2 separate regions of the Sus scrofa genome follow, and region 2 is linked to region 1. A link is a contact called in public Hi-C data. All regions are on one chromosome and are shown on one strand. Each heading gives the region's core, a stretch centred on a gene start, on an enhancer-like site or on the middle of the called end of the contact. The rest is flanking DNA. Distances are from core to core; before and after follow the strand shown.

Evidence for each region. Hi-C and Micro-C count contacts between places; a contact is called where the count stands out from the background.
Region 2: a contact with region 1 is called in a Hi-C map of liver, with 9 times the contacts expected there. The contact joins the enhancer-like site here to the promoter of TGIF1 in region 1. A contact is called at or near these places in 3 of 47 Hi-C or Micro-C datasets (embryonic fibroblasts, liver and skeletal muscle) and 2 of 2 datasets of contacts at active chromatin or transcription factors (alveolar macrophages and skeletal muscle).

The regions. Positions count from the first base shown.
Region 1 is chr6:103,231,195-103,235,939 of Sscrofa11.1, reverse strand. It overlaps TGIF1 (TGFB induced factor homeobox 1), which reads left to right and starts at 1,484. Exons shown (of 4, transcript NM_001244289.1): 1 at 1,484-1,680; 2 at 1,932-2,116. The coding sequence starts at 2,101.
Region 2 is chr6:103,701,045-103,705,632 of Sscrofa11.1, reverse strand. The region is part of intron 3 of LPIN2 (lipin 2); the gene reads right to left. Among named protein-coding and RNA genes, the nearest start is that of LPIN2, 16 kb to the right of the region's middle. Within about 2 kb of position 1,657, at least 13 of the 83 cell types and tissues checked have an H3K27ac peak or open chromatin away from gene starts, as enhancers often do. A contact at or near this core is called in liver, where this site is marked.

The sequences.
Region 1 (4,745 bases), core at 235-2,734:
GCGCTCCGGCGCAGCGGCTGATTCATCTCTAGCCAGGCCGGGAAGGAACTGCGCTCCAGCAAGTTGCAGGGGAGCCTCCGGGCTGGTGGTTTCCCCCAGGACCTTGTTTCTCCTTTTGCCATTTTAGATGTGTTCTCTTAGGTGCCGAGCAGTCGGCATACCACAGGAAAAAAACAAAACTGTAAGGTTGCTGCCTTCTTAAGAGTGACTTTTTTCCTTGTTTATTCATTTTAAGTCCTGTAATTGGAAAAACCACCCAGGCTTTGTAAACTCTGGCCTTAATTCACTCTCCGGTCGGGGGTGTCTTTTTTGGGGAGGGTGCGTGGGTGGGTGACTGGCTCTAATTTTCAGTGTAATCCTAAAACAGAGGCTCCAAAGTCTAGTTAGTCATCGTTTGGCTGCTTCATTCCTCCTTGGGCTGAACCTTATTTCCCCGGAGCTACTGCTGGGTTCTCCATCGAGGTTACAAAACAAAAACAGCACAGAGCAGAAACTGGAGACAGGCTTGGGCGCTGATGTCTTACTAGGTTTATTTATGTTTGGGGTTTTTTGTTGTTGTTGTTGTTGTTTTTAAGTGATGGGGAAGGTCTTAGTGTGGCATGTGACAGTTCATTTACTTCAAAACAACGGCACAGACACTCGCGAAAACTGCACCCAGAGGAGAGGGAGGGGAGGGGGCTTGCTTGCGTTTCTTGAAATCGTCCAGACAGCATCCGGTCTTTTTAAAGGGTTATTTCATCTAGGAACTCTTGTTGGAGTTCTCTCGACTCTCAACCAAAATAAGCCAACGGGAACACATGTTTACTTAATGGTTAGTTTCTGTTTGAAATGGGGGGTGGGGGCCCAGCAGGATTTAAGTCATAAAAAGTAGACTCTTTACCGAAACAGATGAGCAGCCCAGGGTGTGGTAGCCCCCTTCACATAGAGGCGGCAGCTGCCTGGGCCCGGAGTGTCCGGCCGAGTCTCAGCCGGGCAGGCGGAGCGTCCGGGCCGTCCCCAGGCAGAGACTTTTAAAGAGCATGTGAGCATGACAAGTGTCTGTCCGCAACGTGTTAGATTTCGAAACTGCCTTACAATCCAGTCCGGAACTCGCAGCTTTAGCCGGGAGGAACAGACTTTAGCCTGGGGTGTCTGTGTCTCATCCTCCCCCCTCGCCCCCCCTCCCCCGTAGCAGTTGGAGGAAGAGCCCCGGGAGGAGAAGGGTGCGCCGCGCCGCGCCCGCGTGTCAATGGCAGCCGCGCATTCTGGAAGAAGTTGGTTCTTGTCCCGAATACTTTTCCTACGGAGCTCCGCCCCTTGAATCAGCAGCCGCTGTCTTCTCCTGCGGCTAGAGCTGGGACCGTGGAGTTGAGGCAGCTGTCAAAAACGAAAGGAGCCTTTTCTTCCCCGGGGTGGAGGAGGGGACGGCCTTTTTCCCATCTGTTGCAATTTCGTAACCAAACCAAACCAAACCAAACGCACCCTCCCCAGCCCCGGGAAGAAAGGCCCACAGGAGAAACTCGCGGCGCTCGGCTGGTGTCGCCGCCGCTGCCGGGGCAGGCGGCGTGCGCGCAGCAGGGAGACCAGATCACGTTTCTGGGCTCCGCCACCCCCACGAGGGACGAGTGACAGCGGCCTGGGGGCGCGGAGTGAGGCGGCGCGGCTGCGGCGGCGCTCGGTGCCGTCCTCTCCGGCTGGAAGGTGCGGGGGAGGGGCGGAGGAGCGGCCGGGCGGGCGGGGGACGGGGCGGGCGGCTGGGGGCGGAGGCAGGACCTCCTGTACCTTCCCTCCTCGCCTCGCTCACTCTGACAGCGCTGAGGTGCGCCGAGCAGGAGCGGGGAACAAAGGAGCGGAGTGGGGAGGGGAGCGAGTTGGGCGAGGGAGAGACCCCGGCCGGCTGCCAGAAGATCCCGGCCGGAGGAAGCCCAAGTGTCACTTGAATTCCACCCAAGGAGCGGGCGCCTGGGATCGGAGCGCCTTGTTTAGCAATAACGGCTGGAGCGCGTCCTACAAGTTACGGGAGAGTCGGCCAGGAAGGAGGACAATCGCTTGGCCCCTCCACCCCCGCTCCTGGCCCCTCGAGACCCCAGCGCTGCCTCGCGCTGGAAGGGGAGCTCCAGAATGAAAAGCAAGAAAGGTGAGGCTCCACGGGCTGCGGGCGCGGGTCCCGGGGAAACGTGCTCGCGGGGCGGCCCTGGGCTTGGGGCGATAGTGACTTGGTGGACTTTTCCGCCCCAGTGGCTCGCCGGCCTCAGCGGCGACCGTCGTCTTTGTTGAGGCTGCGTCTGAAATGGCAGTTGCTCCTTTCCTTCTAGACACAACACGAGGGGCTGTTGTGGGGAGACGGGCCTCTCCACGCTGCTGGCACGTTGTCAAAAAACACGCGCACCGCCTTGTTTGTGCTCCTCCAAGTTTCATTGTCTCCGCCGATACCCCACACTCCGCAGAACCGCCGCGTGGCTTTTCGCTCTTTCTCGCGGGCAGGGGAGTGGGGTTCGGGTCGGGAGCACCTCCGCCCGGCTTTTCCAGGACAGGACCCGGGGTGGTCCGGACGTTGGAGCCGAGGCGCCTTTGTTTGAAAGTTGGGCTCCTGGGCCCCACTCACTCCCGGCCGGGCCCGCTCTACTCCAGGGATGGGGCGTTTTCACAATCGGAGGAATGCAACTCTGGACCCAAGATCGCTCCGAGGTGTCGGTACCTTTGGAAAACTAGACCTTTCAGGATTCCCAGACTCTTAAAAGTTTTCCCACGTTGAATTTGGGGCAAGAGGAAGAGTTAGCACTGAGGGCAAGCAGCGTGCAGTCAGAATGAGTCCAAGTGTGACATGCAAAGAGTGAGCCTGTCATTGTTTCCACCGAGCGCTCTGGCAGCCTTACAACTAAAAGTTGCCGTCAGTCAGATTTAAAAACAAAATACACAGGAAAAAAAAGGGGGGGAGGGAACCCACCACCACGAAAGGTCAAAGGATGTTAACTCCCTTTTGAAGTTAACTTTTGAGTCCCTGATTGGGAGGTTCCCCCAAACCTTCCGCCGTGGGCTGGAGTTGGCTTTTCTGTTGTGATTTATGTCGAGTGGTTCAAAACAGAAGTTAATCGCTCGGGGAAGCCAGCGCGGGCGGGGTGGGGTGGCGCTACTGCGCATGCCCAGCAGCGGCTGGAGTTTTTCTAGCTGCACATTCTTACAGACTCGTCCTGCAAATACAATTGAAACACTCATGTTAGTGGGGCAGCGTCGAACCCTAGAGGGTTCCTACGGCCACGCTTTCACCTTGAATTTCTGTTAATTTGATTCTGGGCTAGTGACTTTGTAACGCGCCCAACTCCCCACCTCCTGCTTCCCGGGAGAGAGTGGAACGAAAGGTCCACCCCGGGGCATTGGGGAGTTGTAGTGGAACTAACTCCTTCCGTTCCCTCCCTGGGGACCGTGAGAGCGAGCGCGGGTTTGGACGTTTAACTGAGCTCGGTGAGAAAACGCGCGCGGGGAGCGCCCCGGTGGCCTCGGGAGGCCCTGGCAACTCGTGGAGGACTGACAGGTCCAGATCGTCACTGGAAGGCATTCCCTCCCTCGTGGCGGAACTGACGGGATAAGTTGAGGGCTTGTTTATGACGAGCGCCTCCTGTGATCCGAGGCCAGAGCTGGGCTTGCGCCGGGGCGGGCTCCCTCATTGTTTGGGCTCCGGCGGGGGAGGCAATAGTTATCCCCCCCGACCACCCCCAAGGCTCTCGGGTACCCTCCCCGTGGCCCCTTGCCCTCCACCCGCCCCCCGTGCCTCCTCTGGCGCTCTCCCCCCAGCAGAGGGATGTGGCGGGAACCCGGGGCCCCTGGGGAATGTTCAGGGCGCGCTGCCCCGGGGCGCGAGGTCCTGCTACTGCGCGCGGACTCATGGAAACAATGAAAGGTGACGTGTTGGAGGGGAAACTTTGCGACTGGTTCAGAGCCGGTGCGGGGGAGCTGAGACTGCTGAGGTTGTCCGGGTTTCTTTCCCTTTTTAGGTTTTCCTGGCAAGTCCTCTGCGGGTGGGCAGGCCCCTCTGGAGGTTGAGATTCTAGTTTCTTGTAATCTGAAACTTGGAGGCCTGGGGTAGCGCGAACGCGTGCAGTCGCGGGGCAATTTCAGCGGGGGCCGAGGAGTTGGCGGAACAAAAGCTCCGGGGCCGGCCGGGCCGGGCTCCTCCCTCCCCGCGGCCCGGCGGGCCCCCGCCCCGCCCCATCCCGGCCTCCAGCCACCTGGGGGTCTTCAGCCGAGTGGCCTCCGCTAGGGCTCCGGAAGAGATCTGGGCCTCCTGGCTCGTCTGGTTGGACCATTGTCTTGTCAATTTTGTAAAAGTCTGTGAAAGTCTTTTCAAGTTTTGTCGAAAACAAAAGCACTTAAAACGCAATCGCGGAGCCTGTGGTTTGGTGAGACTGGTTTAATAGTGTCTCGTCTTAAGAGACCGAGGATGCCAAAGAAATCTCCCCATAGGACTTGCAGACCAGCGGAAGATGCGTTGAGGAAAATCCCCTAATCTCTTTCCTCCCGGTTTCTGACTGTGTGGAAAATTCTTGCTTTGGAATTGCTAAATTCTGGGTTCAGCTCGGCACTCCTTAGATTCAGTGCCTGGGGTGTTGAGCACGGTTCCTGGCGCTTCTCCTGATATGTTCTTTCTGATCAGGAAACTTCTTAGGTTTGCTTTTCCCCTAACTCTACACTTAAGCGTTACCTACGGTTATTCTTATTCCTAGGTCCTTTTCTAGCCTTGTCCAGATTTTTTTTGTTTAGTCCAATTT
Region 2 (4,588 bases), core at 408-2,907, 470 kb before region 1:
CTTTTTATAGAAAACTCCAATGTTCTACCAGGATAGATATTAAATACAGAAGGACTTAACTGTATCACTTAAAGTGCTAGACTAAAAACAGGGATAGAAACCATTTTATTAATTGTAATTTGTAATATTTTTCCTTCTTTGTATCTTAACATGCCCTGACATACAACTGTTTCTCCACACAGTTGTATTTTCTAATTTAAATTTTTATTCTAGCCTTCTTTCCCTCAGAAGGATTAAACTCCGACATACTACCTCACTGAAAGGGAAAGATCTACTCGAAAAAAGCTGAAATCCAGATAAAAATGGTCTTTTATTTTTTAATTTTTTCTTTTTATGGCCACACCTATGGCATATGGAAGTTCCCAGGTTAGGGGTCGAATAGGAACTGCAGTTGCTGGCCTACACCACAGCAATGTGGGATTTGAGCCGCAACTGTCCACAGCTTGCTGAGATGCCAGATCCTTAACCCGATGAGTGAGGCCAGGGATCGAACCTGCATTCTCATGGACACTATGTCAGGTAGGTCCTTAATCTGCTGAGCCACAAAGGGAACTCCAATAGTCTATTTTGTGAGAGAGGAAATTCAAATGGTAGAAGCAGACAGGGAAAATCAGATGCTATGGAGAGTCCTTATTTGCTAAATTTGAGAGGACAGCAGAGGGTCGATCCATTACTATTCATAAATTTGCAGTTTGAAAAGAGCAATGTAAACACATAGAACATTTTTTTTATTCCAAGTTATTTTATTTTTGGAACATATTTCACCACAGTATTAAAAAGGTAAGCCAAGAAGAGTACAGTAATGCAAACTGGATTTAACAAAATACTGAGAGAGATCAGGCACCACTAAGAACCTACAAGCCCAGGAAGGTTGGCGTGGTCTTCTCTGGGCAAATCCTGACAAAAGTAGAGCCCATTACTTTAGACCCATCAGAGTGATGGAAAAAGTTGCTGATATTGAGGTTCTCTTAAGTCCTGTGATTGATTCACTGACTAAAACAGAAGTTCTGAAAACCTGCTAGTAAGCACGTTCAAAAAGGCACACGTGCCTGAGAAGAGGCAGCCGGTGAGGCCGCCAGTGACAGGGTAACTTAAATATGTGACTAAGGGAGTGTTCAGATTGGAATGCGGAGAAAAAGCATGAACGCTGACTACATCTGTGCTGAAGCACAGGACAAAAACACACGTTCATGCTGAACAGAAGAGAATTTGCAGCAGGACAAACGGTCTCACACTGGGTCAGGGTGTGAGGGGAGGTTCAACTGGTCAAGACACATGAAGTGTGTCCAGAGCATATCAGGCTTCACAGATGCACCTCAACATCATGGCTTCAAGTTCAGCATCATTTTGGCACACAAGAATTTTTCTCACTCAAAAGCCAACAGAAGTTAGGTGACACGTAAGACCTCAAAATTCACTGAATTGCACTCTTAGATCTATGAATATTATTGTATGTAAGTTATACCTCAGTTTTTTAAAAATAGGGACAAAACCCAATAGAAAGTCAAAATAAGAAGGCTGAATTATTTACATGTGATAAGTTAGAGGGGCTAGGTGAGTTTCTGTCTATTTAAGTGGGAGCGTGTAAGAGGCAGGGCAGCTAAGTCCCAGGCCGGAGTTCATTGACTGCTGATCAAGTGCTGACCCTCAGCCTCCATGTGACTCATCGCTGAAATATGCTTTTGCATATGGGACGCTTCCCATCAAAGATACGTCACGGTAGAACAGAATGGACCCAGGCAACGTTGCTCTGTTCCCTGTGTTGGGATGCGTGTGGAGAGGCCAGGAGCCTCGGGGCCACAGGCTGACACGGCCTGAGGCCTCAGTGTGCCTGTCAGTTCCCAGAACCTGCACTTAGCTCCTAGACCTAACTCTGAGTCAGCCTGCTCTGGTGGATTAAAAGTAGAGATTCATCTCTGATGGTATCGTCCTAACTGCCACTGTTATTGCTGCTACGTATTGTAAGCAGTTCCATGAGTGGCATGTTCTGTGCATCTGCACTAAAGGCTGACACTGCTTCATCCAGCGCCAACAGTCTCTTCCTTTCCAGAGGCTGCATGTGCCCTGGTGCACTGTTTATCCACCCACCCACCCTCTGGAATGACAAACAAGGCTTCCATGCTGTTCAAGCCAGGAGCCCTCCTTCAGGAGAGACTCACCAGGTATAGTTCACAGAAAGCCTTATGCGGTTGAAAGCTCTCCAGCTTCTATCACGAAGTTTTTTGTGGCTGTACAATACCAACCAGCCTTAAAAAGTGGTTTTGGAGCTCCTGTCGTGGCTCAATGAATCCGACGTAGAACCATGGGGTTCCAGGTTTGATCCCTGGCCTCACTTAGTGGGTTGGAGATCCGGCGTTGCTGTGGGCTGTGTCGCAGACGTGACTCGGATCCTGCGTTTCTGTGGCTCTGGTGTAGGCCGGTGGCTACAGCTCTGATTAGACCCCTAGCCTGGGAACCTCCATATGCCATGGGTGAGGCCCTAGAAAAATACAAAAAAAAAAAAAAAAAAAAAGGCGGTTTCATCTTTCTTCTGCTTCCTTCCAGGAGCCTGACTTAACCTTAAGACTATTATCAATGACATTCTTGAAAAATAAGGAATTTAAAAGAATGCTATTTATATCAAGACAAAAATAAAACTGATTTTAGGTATTTTTTCAAAATTTCTCTCCTACCTGGTAGGGGCTGAGGAGAAGAAGGTATCTGAAAGCTACAAATGTGCAGTCCCAACATCACCTGTGGATCCCACAACTGCAGAAGCAGCTGACATCCTGGTCCTTTTCTCTCCGATTCTTTACTGTGCTGCTTAACATGCCATTAATACTTCTGACCCGAAATATCCTCCTCCAAATTATTCTAGAACTAGGAGCTGAGCTGGAAAGGGTCTGGCAATCCATGGAATTCAATGATCCATTTCATAGATTAGGAAAGGAAGGCCCAGAGTGACCAAGAGGCTGCTGGCCCATGTTCAACCATCCAGTTCAGCGCATGCCTGAGCACACACCCCGCCAGGACTCTTGCCAACCAAACTAGCGTTCCTGCAGATCTAGCTGATACAGCGTTTTCACACAGTCTGGAAAAGGAGGGCATGCACTAATATTCCTGCCATGCGTTCACTTACAGCACTCATTTACAGAATGCCTTTGGAACATAATTCTTGGGCATTAAACAGGTGGCTTTTTATGTTTCAGAAATGTTTTAACTTCTTAAACCAAAGCTGCAGGTTGTTCAAGAGTTCTAAACGCTGCTCTACTGTGTGATAACAAAGGACAAGAATACTTTGGAGGCAAAAGTGTTACTTCAGTGACTTTCCTGGTAGATCTTGGAAGAATTTTAGTTGGAAAAAATATTTCTAGGAGTCAAGGTGATTAAGGGAGTATATTATAGTGCTAATCCAAATAAAGTTTACATGTATGTGTATTTCAAGTTTTCCTCAAAAGAACACATTTCCTGCCCACCTATACATTATAATTAAGCCAAAACTTTTAAAGAAACTACTGAAATCACACAATGGAAGGTATGAAAGGGTCTCTTAGTTTGTACTCCTAGGGAAGTGAACGAGAACCCCTAAGAGACTGAAAGCAGGAAGAAAAGGGTAGGAAGAATTTTTAAGAAACTGTGGTACTTTTCATTTGCTTAAAATTCTTTGGGAATCAATGATATAAAAGTAGAGCCTTCCCAGCTAGTATCCTGACACTGACAAAACAAACAAATAAAAAAACAAAAAAGCCCCCCCCCCAATTTGTTATTCAGGATTTTAAAGTCTTTATAGGTACAGTTTACAATCCTCTATAGTCTAAAGTACTTTCTCACTACTGTCTTTTGCTGTTTGGTTCTAACAGAGGAACTCTGCCTTCAAGCAGAATGGAAATCCAGGGCTCATATGTTCAGGGTGGGGGGAGTGAGAATCACAATGCGACCACTGATGAGTTGAACAATTTCACACATTAAAGATTATTACTCAGTGTAGGAACATGTTCTGGGATTTACACTCCAGATGTTAAGATTTTAGGAAATGAGTTAACAGTTTTGCCAAAAAGGGATTATTATACTATGCTATTCACTAATAGCATAATTATTACAGTAACATTTTAAATAACAGTTTTTTTTTCCCCCTGACTTATTTAAAACAAAACCTTGGTAAATAAAACACACACTAAACTCCAAGGTTGGTATATAAAGGGTTTTCACAACTAGAGAAAGTGCTATTTCCCATCCTTCCCTATGTGCAGAGAATTCAGCAGCAGTAACTTTCCCAGGGAGCGGGGCACGAGCTCTCCTTCCAGCAGTGGAGGTGAAAGCGGACAAGGGGCTGGCATTTCCCTCATGAAGCCACCTTCCCCAAATCCCAACTCAATAAGGGTTTGGAAATTCAGGGTCACTTGTCCAGCGGTCACCAAGGAAAAGAACCAGCCCATGGACACACCTATGGCCCATCCTGTGCCAGGGCCAGCACTGAGTGGAACAGGTAGAAGACAGCCTACAAATCGTGCATGAAAAAACACATAAAACTCCTCCAAATTGTTACCTTTACACCCCAGAACTTTTTAGTTCTTCTACTGAGCTGACAAATAAGTAGTGATCAAGATTC